Regions from separate parts of the Mus musculus genome. Here region 2 is linked to region 1. Evidence: chromatin contacts called from public HiChIP or PLAC-seq data. All regions are on one chromosome and are shown on one strand. Each heading gives the region's core, a stretch centred on a gene start, on an enhancer-like site or on the middle of the called end of the contact. The rest is flanking DNA. Distances are from core to core; before and after follow the strand shown. Region 1 overlaps Creb1 (cAMP responsive element binding protein 1). Region 2 holds the start of Pikfyve (phosphoinositide kinase, FYVE type zinc finger containing).

Region 1 (6,307 bases), core at 2,134-4,633:
CAGCAGCCCTAATGCAGTGCAGTGGCAGAAATGAGACATGCCTCAAAACAAGGTAGAAGCGGAGAGCCAGCTCCTGAAAAAAATGGTTGGATCTTACGCTCAGGCCCTGTGCCTTCCCCATTTGCCATAGAAAGGCTATGTCTTGAACATGCTGCTCTTACTCAGTGGGGATCCAGGAAGCAACTGGCAATGACGATGAGATATGAAGACAAGCCACAGCAACTGACTTGGAACTGACAATGTACAACTTATAATGAGAGGAAGAGGTCATGCTGTTCCAAGATGCTGAGATTTTATGACTGTTGCTATAGTAACACAAAATGTATGCCAATTATCTTCACTTTGGAATAATTGACAACTCTCACACAATAGAATTTTGGGGTTCCTCAAACCACCTCCCCAAGTTCAGTGTGAGATGGGCTGTGATCAATGTACACGAGGGTCACTTATTGTGGTCAATGATGCTCTAACTTGTCTACTGAAGACTTACAGTAATAATGACACCAATATGGTAGGTGATTCTGGAGATACAGCTTAAAGCAACTACTACAGTACTAATGTCTTTTGAATTTACTTCCTCTTAAAATTAGAGTTTGTTTCTCTTGACTCTGAGCAAAATGGACATCCCAGGAAAGCATTCTACAGTTATTTCCTGGGGCTATGTATCCTGACAACAGTGTGTTTTACTCTGCTTAGAGGCACAGCAGGGTGAAACAAGCTCAGGAGACTTGTCATTAGACACAGGGTCAAACTGTCTTTCAGGCTTTTTACCTAAGATACCGGACATCTGACTGCTATTTAGCTTTTCTCTGGTATTTACCTTCTTTCTCTTCTGCAAAGTGGAAAAAGATCTTATTTGGCTATAAGAGACAGACTGCGTGTGAAGGCTAGTGTCTAATACACACTGTAACTTAGAATAAACCAGGGAAGCTTAGGATACTGAACATTCAAAAGTTGGCTAACCACAGAGGTAGAAATAACTGAGAAGAGTATGCTAGACTTGCCAGGGGTATGGGAAAGCCTGTACTTTTCTAGGCACATGTAAGTGATATGGTAAGAAGCCAGATTCTAGGAAAGCTTAAAAAGTTCCCTGGGTAGAGGAAAGAGAACTACTTCAGAGTATGGGCAACTTCCCTTTGACAGACAGTAACTAAATCTAAGCAAAAGCATCTTATTACAGTCCCTGCTTGTAATCAGGCAGCTTTGTAGACCTCTTGTAAGCAACTATCTTAACAACTGCCTTCCTGTTTAGTTAGCCCTTTTCATTTCCTCTTGGAAACCTTGAGCTGCGTGCGTGTATGTGTGCATGTGAACACACCAAGAAGCACATACATAGCACACACACACACACACACACACACACACACACACGCACGCACGCACGCACGCACGCACGCACGCACCCACGGCACGCTTGCACGCATATCACTGTTTACCTTCCATTAAGGACAAGAGATAAGAGATACAAAGTTAGATGTGTGTTTATTGATCTTTAAACCGTCTGCCACAGCTGTCTCACCATCTGCCCTGCCTTCATGCACAGTAAATGATGAAGTTAATACTGCGTCAGTATCCATCAGAGCAAACACTGGTTTTGTATGAATTCCCAGGGAACTGCCCTGCAGTTCATGACCTTTCTTTGTTCATGTTTGTTTTTTTAAAGCATAGATTCTGAAGCCCATTTATATGTCAACAATACATAATAAAATAGTATCTTTTTGCTTTGTACGCTGAATATTAGATACATATATTTGATTATACACTTAAAGAGAAACAAAATTTATTTGAAATGAATTTTACTTAACCTCATTTATCCTAAAGTATTATCATTTTAATGCACAGTTAATATAAAATTATTTGGATATTGTACTCTTTTATTTTGTCCCAATTGTGGAAATCTGGTGTGTGCTGATACACAGCTGTTAGTTGGGGCCAGCAACAGTATATATCCTCACAGCAGGCAAACTAAGGATGGCCATCTTGGACAGCGTGGTTTTTCATCTACTCCTGGGACACTTGAAGATGTAAAATATCATTTTACAATGTGACTTTCCTCCCTGAAAATTCATAAATAAAATACTAGTTGACTTCCTAAATGGAAGATCTTGTTTTTAAATTTTATGTACACTATTTATCCTTTTGATGATGTTTCCAAGCAAAAATAAACCATCTGAGAAGATTATGATTAAAAAAAAAAAATGACCTGCCTTCCTAACCTGGTGTGGTTTGGAGGTAGTGACAGTAGTAGAGTGGCCTATGGTTTCAATGGAGTGTTCCTGAAAAGGCTTGGCTATGAATAAAAGCAATGTTGTGAGTTATGAGGACCTTCGCCTCACTTACGGGTTAATCCATGGATACGTTCACAATTGCATAGGAAGGTATCGGAAAACTTGGGAGATAGAACTTAGCTGAAGAGAAGTGGGTCAATAAGTTATGCCCTTGAAGACTAGGCCATAATTTCCAATCACTTAAAAACAACTTACATTCACTCATTCCTATCAGTGTGGTCTAAGCTTGTGTAATGTGCAGGTCTGTACAGGTACATATGCTTGTGGAAACCAGAGGTCGATGAGTGTTGTCTATCATTCCTACATTACCAACCTTTTACATTTACTTATTTTTGTGTGTCCAGGGAAGATAACTAGGGGGAACACACACACACTCACACTCACACACACACACACACACACACACCCCAAAGCACACAGAAGGGGAACAGAGGACAATTTTGGAGAGTTACTTTCTTTCCATTGTGTGAGATCCACTACCAGTCTCTCCAGACATGTTTTTCTTTCTCTGCCTCTAGTCTGCTAAAACGTGAGCCACTCTGTTCCACTGCAGGCTCCTGGCCATGATGTTCTGCCTCACCATGAGACCAAAATCAATGGTGCCCAGTAACCATGGAGTGCTGAAACTGAGCGTCTTTTAAAACTTTTCTTCTTTAAGTTGGTTTCTCGGGGATTCTGTCAGAGTGACTTTCAGAACACTGAGAAGTGGAGAAAAAGCAGCATTGTGCCTACTGGTAAACCTAACAAGTGTTTATAAGCAGGCAATGCTCTGGGCAGCTAAGAAGGTGTAATATGAGTAGGCTTGGCTGGCACAGGTTGTAATCTCAGCTACTCAGGAAGCTGAGACAGAAAGACTGGAAAAAGTAGCCTGGCTCTTTTTTATTGAAACTAAGCTTTGCTTCAGGATTCCAGAGATGAGGTAGGGATGGGTAATGTGCCACCGGATCTCAGAGTGAATTCAGATCAACCTGGGTAACAGCAACACCCTGTCTGGAAGTTTTAAAAATTGTAAAAAGGCTGGGTTGAGTCTAAATCAGTGGTAGGGCGCCTGTCTACTATGAACAGGCCCTCAGGACAATCCCCAGTACTGCAAGGAAGGGAGGAAGAAAGGAGCTGGTGCTGCCCCTGCACATGGTCCCACACCTCTCTGAGGTTCTCTGTAAGAGATGAGCCTTCACTCTACAGAGCCAAAGTATGCAGCCATGATTTCAAGTCCTTAAAAAACATTCTGATTACTCTGTCCCCTTAGAATTGTTTCTTTAGTAAGTGCTGCTGTCTGAAATTTTACAATTAGATCTTTACTTGAGACATCTTAAACACCATTCTTTCTTATTTTAGAAAAGGTCAACTATTTCTTAACAAATACTTTAAAACTGAACAGATTAATGTGTAACTTAATTCGTATTTCCAAATAACATTTAAATAAGAGTTAGGCAGTACATTTCTATTATATCTTAACTACTTATAGTTGTTTGGTGTTGTGTCCGGCCAGCAGATCACAACATGGGTTCTAGCCTGGAAAGGCATTTTGGAAACCTGGAAGAGAAGAGGACTAGGTGGCGAGATAAAGAAATGCAGCTAAGACAGGCATTCTGATCAAAGTTCTATTTTACTGTTCTACACGCAGTTATGAAGCAGGGGAAGGGGGCCCGATTCCCGCCAATTAGTCTTGGGGTCAAATAGCAGGGTGACCACGTGCACGGCTCCAAACAGCAAAGCCGCAGGTCCAGCAGTGGGCGTGGCAGAACGATTGAGTGGGAAGCTCCACCCCTGAGCAAGCAGGTTTCAGGCTGGGGGAGGGGAGACTACAGTTTGGTGCACAATAAAGGTCACAGGGCTTCTTTTCAAGATTCCCTTACTATCTCAGAATGGGTTTCTCCTTTTTCATAGCTAGATATAATTTACTAAGACTGTGACAGTTAAGACTATTTCAGGAACAATGATGCTGACCTACCAAAAATAAAATTGTTGGAAGAGAAGGAGCAGTAGAGATGCCATGTGCTGTCTTACCTGACCCTGAGAGCCAAGCTTTGGGTGCAAGGAGAGATCTTATTTTACTCAAAGGTAGAAACCCAAGTTTAGGAAATTAATGTATTCTTCCAGAGTCATAGCTAAAGGGTGAATGCAGGAATTGAAGTTAGATCTGCTAAGTTCAATTTCTGTCTCATTTACTTTATCATAGTTCTTACACTCTTGGGGTAAAAAGAAGAATTTAAATAGTTTACATCTCTATACACCTTGATTCTCTTTTAGTTTTCACCTCCCTCCCCCATTATAGCCCCTTGATGTTTACTCACATGTTTTATGTGTGTGCAGGCTATCTTCCCTAATGTTGCTTTTTCGCTTACTCTTGAGTCATGGTTTCTTCAACCCAGAGCTTACAGACAAGCTTACCCTGAAAACCCCACCTGTGCCATCAGAGGAATTACAGGGCCCTACCAAGAATTTTATATGGGTTCTGGGGATCTGAACTCCAGTGTTCTTGCTTGGATGGTGAACACATTAACCAACGATGGCCTCCTCAGACCATTTGTTTTGTTTTGTTTTGATCATTTCCACATTAATAACTTCCTTTTTTTTAAGATGGCAAAAACATTTGAAAGCAAATAAATTTCTAAGAAAGGCTTTACCTGTGTTTTATAGCTTCTCTTCTGTACCACTTTAACTTCTTAAGACTAACATTAACTGTGCATTAAGGCTTTGTCGGGAATACCATACTTTTTAGAATTTCTCTGTTTTAAAAGTGTTTGGATGTTAAGTTATTACTGAGTAAAGAAAGCCCCTGCCCCTAAGGCCAGGCCCAAGGTTGTGATTCCAGCACTCACTCCCAGAGGCGGGAGGATAAGAGCTCCAGGCAACTTTGGCCCACACAGCAAGACTCTGACCCCAAACAAAGAACAAGGCAGGTGGCTGACCAACCCCTCTCACTCTAGTTCCAAGAGATCTAATGCATTCTTCTGCCCTTTGTGGTATGAATGTGGTACATATACATACATGTAGGCATTGACACATATGCATAAAACATGCATAAATAAATCTGTAAGTGTATAAAAATGCAAAAGAAAGTATTCATTAAAACAAAAATGGCTACTGTATACTTGTTATAAATAAATTTAATGCAAATAAACTAGAGTCTAATGTTAGTATACATATGTGACACTTTGATGAATATTACTTACAAATTTTTTTAATTAACATATCCTATTAGCTAGAATAAAGTACAAATTCATTAAAGCTATGTATTTCTCTTGTGGAAAAACTATGAAGAAAAATTACTTTTTTGATTGAAGACTGACCTAAAGTTCCATTAGCCATCTTATAAATGCAACTTAATAAACAAAGAAGCTTTAGCAAGATCCACTAATTCTACCAGAAAAAGAAAATCAATGCACAGAACCTACTGTTAGCAGATGTAAAGGCACACACAGAAGAGTTTATAGACATACTTGACCCATAGCATTTAAGTGTTTGGAATCTGTACCTGTTCTTCATTAGACGGACCTCTCTCTTCCGTGCTGCTTCTTCAGCAGGCTGTGTAGGAAGTGCTGGGGAGGACGCCATAACAACTCCAGGGGCAATGGTGCTCGTGGGTGCTGTGCGGATCTGGTATGTTTGTACATCGCCTGAGGCAGCTGCAGAGAAGAGCGAACAAGGTATAAGACACAGAAACACTACAATTTAATTCAACTGTGTCTCAATCAATCTAAACATACTTAGATTAAAAGGGAAACAGGGAATGGGACTCTATCTAAGAAGAAGACTCCAATTGTCTGTCCTATTTATTAGTACAGGTACGGGGCAGGGTGCCTCAGCGTCCCTGCGGGTCTTATTCATGTTGTGCTGGGAGGGAGATGCAGTCTGTGGTTTGCATGCTTGTCAGCTTTAAGTCTAAAGGAGCTGAGCAGAGATGTCCTCCCACACAGGCCTCAGTATCTTCCCTTGCTTTACATAAATTCACATTTAAAACAAAACCCAAAAAACTCAAGTAGACTCTTGCCACGACATAAAAACGACCATGA
Region 2 (6,302 bases), core at 3,103-5,602, 610 kb before region 1:
ACAAAAGTGCAAAATAAGAGCAAGATATGTCTATATTTTAAATTCTGCTTAAAAACAATGAACATTGCATTCAAGAACTCATCCTTTAAATTATCTGTTCATTTCATGTCATTTACAACTCAATCCAATGAGTATAAGTCCCAACATGCTTGCTGTCAGCTTGTAAGTTTCTAAACATACAAACCATATACTGCTGCTTAATATTATTGCTTTAAAATCTTATTACCAATGCCTCCCTCAAAACAAGTTTCATTCTGTAAGCTTAAGTCAAAGCACATTGATAGAAAATATGTAGAACAAATGTTTTCTCATTAAAAAGGACCTCCCTAACCACTTTAAATTCAATTTACACAAATAATTAATCGGATTACAATGAAATGCTATCTTTTCCTTCTTAGACAGAAAGACTTGGTGACCTGAGATTGAAGTCACCACCTTATTAATATTTCACATTCTCACAACCACACAGCAAGACACTAAAGGGAATGCAGAGAATTCAAACTGCATTTTATGAGGTTTATTAAGATGTAATCTTACCTTTGTTAAAACGAAAAAGGTTTACAAAAGAACTATATGCTGACTTGAAGGGGGGCTCATCCTGGTCAGGAGTCAAGGGTTTAAAGTGAGTGAGGTGAGAAGGACTGGCAGGAGAGCGAGGCAAATCATTAGCAGAGTCCAGTGTCGGGGAACTCTTGTCATCTGTGGCCATTTCATGAGTCTGGAAAGAAAGGGCAGGGAGGGAAAGAGATTCCTTAGAAACCATCTCAAGAACAGGCAAATAACCAAACAGCCCCCCTGCGTGACAATTCTTATCAAAACACAAAAGAATAAGGAGACCTATGTCCAAATATTCAAAAATTGAGGCTTAAAAATTACTACTGTCTAAATGGAAAGAGCCTCAACACTTAAAACCATGTATGTGGCTGAGCTCATTTCAAATATTACCATTCTTATTCTCTTTACAATTAAAGTTAATTTAAAATCTACAGGTAAGACGTAAATATGAGCAGACAAAAAATTTCCCATTACTTATAGGTGTCCAAGGTTTTTTGTTAAAATAATAATAGCTTTATAAAGTTAGAGCAGAAACTGACTTTATATAACATAAACTACTCAGCCTCATTTTACATATGTATCTGAGGAAAAGAAAGCCAGTCAGCTGGCAGGACATGTCTATGCAATCTGAGCAAAGGGCTTTGGCAACGCCTGTGACAAGTGCTCGAATCAACAGGCTTCCTCTTCTCTCCTCGTAGGCACAGGAACCTGGGATTTCCACAACTACCTTATAAGCCTAAACTCAAAAGACATTAAGGTATGACCTTCTTAAAAGGTGTTTTTGCTTATAAGTAACCAAGAAAGCATAATGGGCCAAAGCAGTGAGTCTAGTCACGAAATAAAGTCATAGGAAGGGACTGAGGCTCTTCCCCTCTTAGATTGAAAGTTTAAAGAGAAATATCCTTTGCTATGTTAGTAAAAAATGCTAAAGTTTGTAATCTATCTATACTTTAGAAAAAAGGGCATTATATTCTCCTAAAACTGTTTTCTCCTTCAAAATCAGATGTATAGGTTCATTTTATATTCACAACACTCCTAGAAGTCACATAAGTAAGTATTATTACTATAATTAACAATTGAGGCAACTAAAACAGTTTTCTTTTGGGTGAATCAGAGATAGTAATAAATAGACTTGTGACTATACAACTCTTGCAACAAAATTCTCTGACAGTCTTCTATCAAAAAAAATTTGTATTCTTCACAGACTTCCAATTCTAGCCAACTGTAGTCTCTTAATACTCAAGATTCTCTCAAATTAGTAAATTAAAACAGAAATGAAACCACTGACTTGGATGGAATTTTGGCAACAAGTGCTTATTGGAAAGGATGGGGAGGAAAAGAAAAGAGGAAGGCGATGGAGTAGGGGAAAGAGAGGAAAGGGAAGAAGAAAGACAGGGAAGGAGGACCTCTAGTATCAGGTAAAGTATTGTCTCAGTCAGGGTTACTACTGCTGTGATGAAACACCATGACCAAAGGAACGTCTGGAGTAAAGGGTTTATTTAGTTTACACTTCCACACCATTGTTTATCATCAAAGGTGGTCAGGAAAGGAACACAAGCAGGGTAAGACCTGGAGGCAGGAGCTGAGGCAAAGGCCATGGAGGGGTGCTGCTTACTGGCTTGTTCCTCATGAACAAGTGTTTAGCCTGCTTTCTTATAGAACCCAGGACCACCAGCCAGCCCAGGGATGGACACCACCCACCGTGGGGGCTGGGCCTTCCCCCATCAATCACTAGTTAAGATGATACCCTACAGGTTTGCTTACAGTCCATCTTATGAAGCCTCAATTGAGGCTCTCCTGTCTGAAAACTCCAGCTTGTGTCAAGCTAACATACAACTTCGATGCTATAGCATAAAGGATTAAGATGGCGATTAATCAAGTAAAAACTCAAAGTTTTGTTTTGTTTTAAAGACCACCAGAGAAAAAAGATGTAATGGCAATGAAAACCCTCATGCTTCCAAACACAACCTATTCTACGTCCACAAAAGCACCAACGAAAGCACAAAAACCAATCCACCTACAGAGTCTTAGAATTACTTCTAAAGGTCTTCTATATCCACAACTTTCTTTAACCTTTGGACATGTGAAAGTAAAAAATTATCATGAAAACACACATCACATCAAGTGCAGTCTCTAAAAACATAAATACAACCACATAGACCTAATCTTAATAATTACATGCCACCAGCAACCAAAAAAATTACAACTCTGATTTTTAGCAGCATAATAACTGTTTATACTGTAAAGGATGGCTCTTTCTGAATACATAATTAGAAATATTAACCTACTTATCCAACAACTTCTGCAGTGTTTCTCTGCACTAGTGTGGTATACACAGATTTGAAATGAGTATCTTGGTGAAGCAAATCAGAAAATGAATTCGATATTAAAGTGTAGCTTGACCTATCAGCTCATACGAAAACTGTAGGTGAAATTCAAAACAGCAGTGTAATCATTTTCTAGAGTGTTTTTTTCTTAAGTATAATTCTCAAACTTTTATCTATTAATGCAGGACAGCTGAATACAAGCAATGTTAGCTTCCATCAAGAAAGGCATATTGTTCATTTTGTGACCCATGCACAACAGAAACATTAAAGGAAAACCAGTGTGATCCACGTAACTTTTCCAGAAAGAGGCAAAGGGAGGGGGAGGACTCAGGAAATTAGTGTTGCTTCTCAGAAAAGTCCTGACCTTAGTCACAAGCCTTAACCTAATGAATCGAAGAGAAAGAAACTAAGACTATCTTCCCCCCACCCAACCCCCGCCGCCACCCCGCACGTGTGTCGGTCTCTGTCTCTGTCTATCTCTCTTTCACTCCCCCCCCCCGGGGGGGGGGGAGAGGGAATGGGACAGAGTGGGAGTCCTGGAGAGGCAGAAAGAGACTCAAATAAATGTAAAACAAGACGGTGAGGTTTGCTGGGCGTCTACCTCTACCAACACAAGATGCACCAACTGAAGAAGCAACCCTTCATCATTTAACACATTACGCACTTAAGATACACAGCAATGACCTGCTTTATGCAGAATTGCCATCTTCCCCTGAATGTCCTAAGAACCTACATAGGACAGAAGACCCTAAATTCCTAAATGCATCCATCAAATTTCACTTTCAACCTTTCTTGGGAACCTCTTGGGAAAGGGGAAACGACTTACTCGGAAACAAAGCCTCCTCCTCAAAACAGGACTACGTTAAAGTTAAAAAGGAAAAATAAAAGCCTCAAATGGCAAAAACCAGCATTTAAGCTGGTGGACACACTCAAGCATGGAATGGTTTCTGTGGGTCAGAACTTTCTTTTCCAGAGTAGGCTGCACCCTGAGACTTGAGCTCGCCCGCTCAGAGGAAGGGATGACATGGTCCACCTCCAAAATAAGTTCGAGCATTAGGAAAACAGAGAGGCAAGAGAACTTCCATTGTGTCAAGGAAGCCTCGGCGGGAGATGGCCCAGGAGGCCCGCGGCCGGTCTCGCCACACAGGGCCGCCGGGCGCTCAGAAGCCAGCCGGTTCCCGGCGGGTCTTCCCCGCTCGCCGGCCGAGTCTCGGCCGCAGAGCCCCGGGCCCTCGCCATCCCTCCGGCGGTGCTCCGCGACCCACGCTGGCCTTCCTCCCACTGCGCGCCCTGCCTGCCCATGCCTCGCCGCCTCCCTTACCTTCGCCTCCCGCCCCGGCCCCGCGGGCCTCCCGCCTCCCCGGCCTCCGCCTCACCACTCTCGGCCGGGAAGCCGAGGCCAAGCACAGCGCCGGCTTTCTCAGGCAGCCGGCGGTCGCGCCGAGAAGCCCAGAGGCTTACGCGGTAACTGCGGCTTCTCGCTTCCGCCTACCACCTCAAGGCTCCGCCCAGTACCCCTTCTAACCAATCATCAACCGGCTCCAAGGGCCGGCTCCGCCTACTTTTCTCCGCCCTCTAGACCTTCCGATCAGATGTTCAGGCTGAAAGAATCCAACCCAGAGAGTATCGTTCTAGACCCCCCCCCCCCTCCCCCCAGAGGACTTAACGCTGCCTCAGCCATCCTGAAGGAAGCGGGGAGGACGGTGCATGTGAGCATCACGCGCGCCAGGCATTAGACGCCAGCCAGTCGCTGTTACCGTATGTGTTCAACAACGTGAGCACATATAATTTAGGACCGCTCTCAGAGCTCTCTTGGACCGACTTCTACCTGTGTAGTCCAGAGTGAAGAGGTAGTTAATTAGCTTTCAGGATCCTTTCAGGACTCCGCTAACACCAACTATGTGTCTTTGAACAAATCGCTTGTTTCTCTAGGCCTCACACCTCTGGTGGGTAAAGGAGGGTTAATTATAGCTGCGTTTACTCCCTGTTGTTTTACTGTTGTTGTTTTTGTTGTTAATGTTTTTGGTGGTCTTGTTTGAGGATTAGGTAGAACTGTGCATGAAAGGCAGTTGGCACAGAATCTGACTCAAGTGAGGTTGAATATAGCTTTTTTTAATTCGGGTTTTGTGTTGCAGATAAGAGTTATCAAGCCCTGACTTGCTCAGCTTAGTATTAACATGACCCGTTATTTTTGTCCTGCTAACAGGGCTGTGCCGTTAAAAGTAGAAAACAAGCTAAAACCCGCTTACTGAAAGCGTAGGGCTTTGCAGGGGAGCATTGAAAGGAATCTGAAGGTTGGTGATATTCTGAGAATTCTTTTCTTCTAAAACTTTGGCATTTCCCACCCAGCTTTGGTTTTTTGTTTGTTTGATTTGTTTCAACGTTGGAAATTACCATCAAAACCTGAAGCTAGGGGACGCTGCAACTCCTGGTCACCATCCTTAACTGGCTCTTGGATCTTGTCCTCAGCGTCCTCTGACCGCATTGGTCTTCATTACTACTGTGCCTCTCTCCACTCTCCACTCTAACTGTCATCTATACAAATCAAAACACCGGGCTACCTTGGGTACTATCTATCCTTAACCTAACCACCTCCACCACCAACCACGTCCCTCACACATATCCCTGGGGGCTTGCAATGTCTCTTCAAACAAACCTTTCCCAATAACTCCTTCCTTGGCCCATAAACATACACAAGCATCTTCCCTAAGAAGAAGAAAAAAAAATCTTTTCTTAAATTAGCCCAACAGACCCTAATATTCCATAAACGTACAATAAATTATAAAATAGACCAAGAGAACACAATAGATAATCCAGCAGAGAGGATAGCAAGATACAGAAGAAACTCTATGTACAGAAACACCCGATCAACTAACACTTTTTAAAAGATATAGTGGGCTGAGCGGGTGCCAGAGGAGCATAGGGGGACGGCCAGGGGGTCAGATTCCTCTGAAACTGGAGATATAGGAGGTCGTGAGCCCCCAAATGTGGGTGCTAGGAATCAAACTTGGGTCCTCTGCAAAAGCAGTATATGCCCTTAACATTGAGCCATCTCTCCAGCTCCTCAGCTAACATTTTATGAGTCATTAATTGGACAAGTCCTCGTTCTCTGCGCCAGTCACTGGCCACATAGGTACCGTGCTAAAGGTAAAGCTGTGGCCATAACACAGTCCATGTTCCCCAGAAGTTTGCACTTCCGTGCCTACATTAGCATGAAGTTTAATTTCTGTGGGAAAATTGACTTCTCTTTTAGGAAAAGAAATTAGTTTGGGTTCTTACCTCATCCTAGACATCAAAAATTAATCCCAGGTGTATTTTATCTGTAGAGACATTTTGTGCGTACCTGTAACTATTCTTTCCCAGAACTTCCATCCAAGCACTTCTATGATACTTGCTGGGCTTGGGTGCACTATGGTACTG

The links. HiChIP or PLAC-seq counts read pairs in DNA pulled down with a chosen protein or histone mark.
Region 2: a contact with region 1 is called in an H3K27ac HiChIP or PLAC-seq map of embryonic stem cells, with 3 times the contacts expected there. The contact joins the promoter of Pikfyve here to the enhancer-like site in region 1. A contact is called at or near these places in 1 of 39 promoter capture datasets (liver), 6 of 115 datasets of contacts at active chromatin or transcription factors (acute myeloid leukemia, bone marrow-derived macrophages, embryonic stem cells and 2 more) and 2 of 9 other capture datasets (liver and pancreatic islet).

The regions. Positions count from the first base shown.
Region 1 is chr1:64,575,792-64,582,098 of GRCm38.p6, reverse strand. It overlaps Creb1 (cAMP responsive element binding protein 1), which reads right to left. Exons shown (of 9, transcript NM_009952.2): 8 at 5,770-5,920. Among named protein-coding and RNA genes, the nearest start is that of Mettl21a, 39 kb to the left of the region's middle. Within about 2 kb of position 3,383, at least 4 of the 459 cell types and tissues checked have an H3K27ac peak or open chromatin away from gene starts, as enhancers often do. A contact at or near this core is called in embryonic stem cells, where this site is marked.
Region 2 is chr1:65,184,735-65,191,036 of GRCm38.p6, reverse strand. Pikfyve (phosphoinositide kinase, FYVE type zinc finger containing) reads right to left here and starts at 4,352. Exons shown (of 42, transcript NM_001310624.1): 1 at 4,204-4,352; 2 at 538-718. The coding sequence starts at 709. It also overlaps a transcript of Idh1 not described here.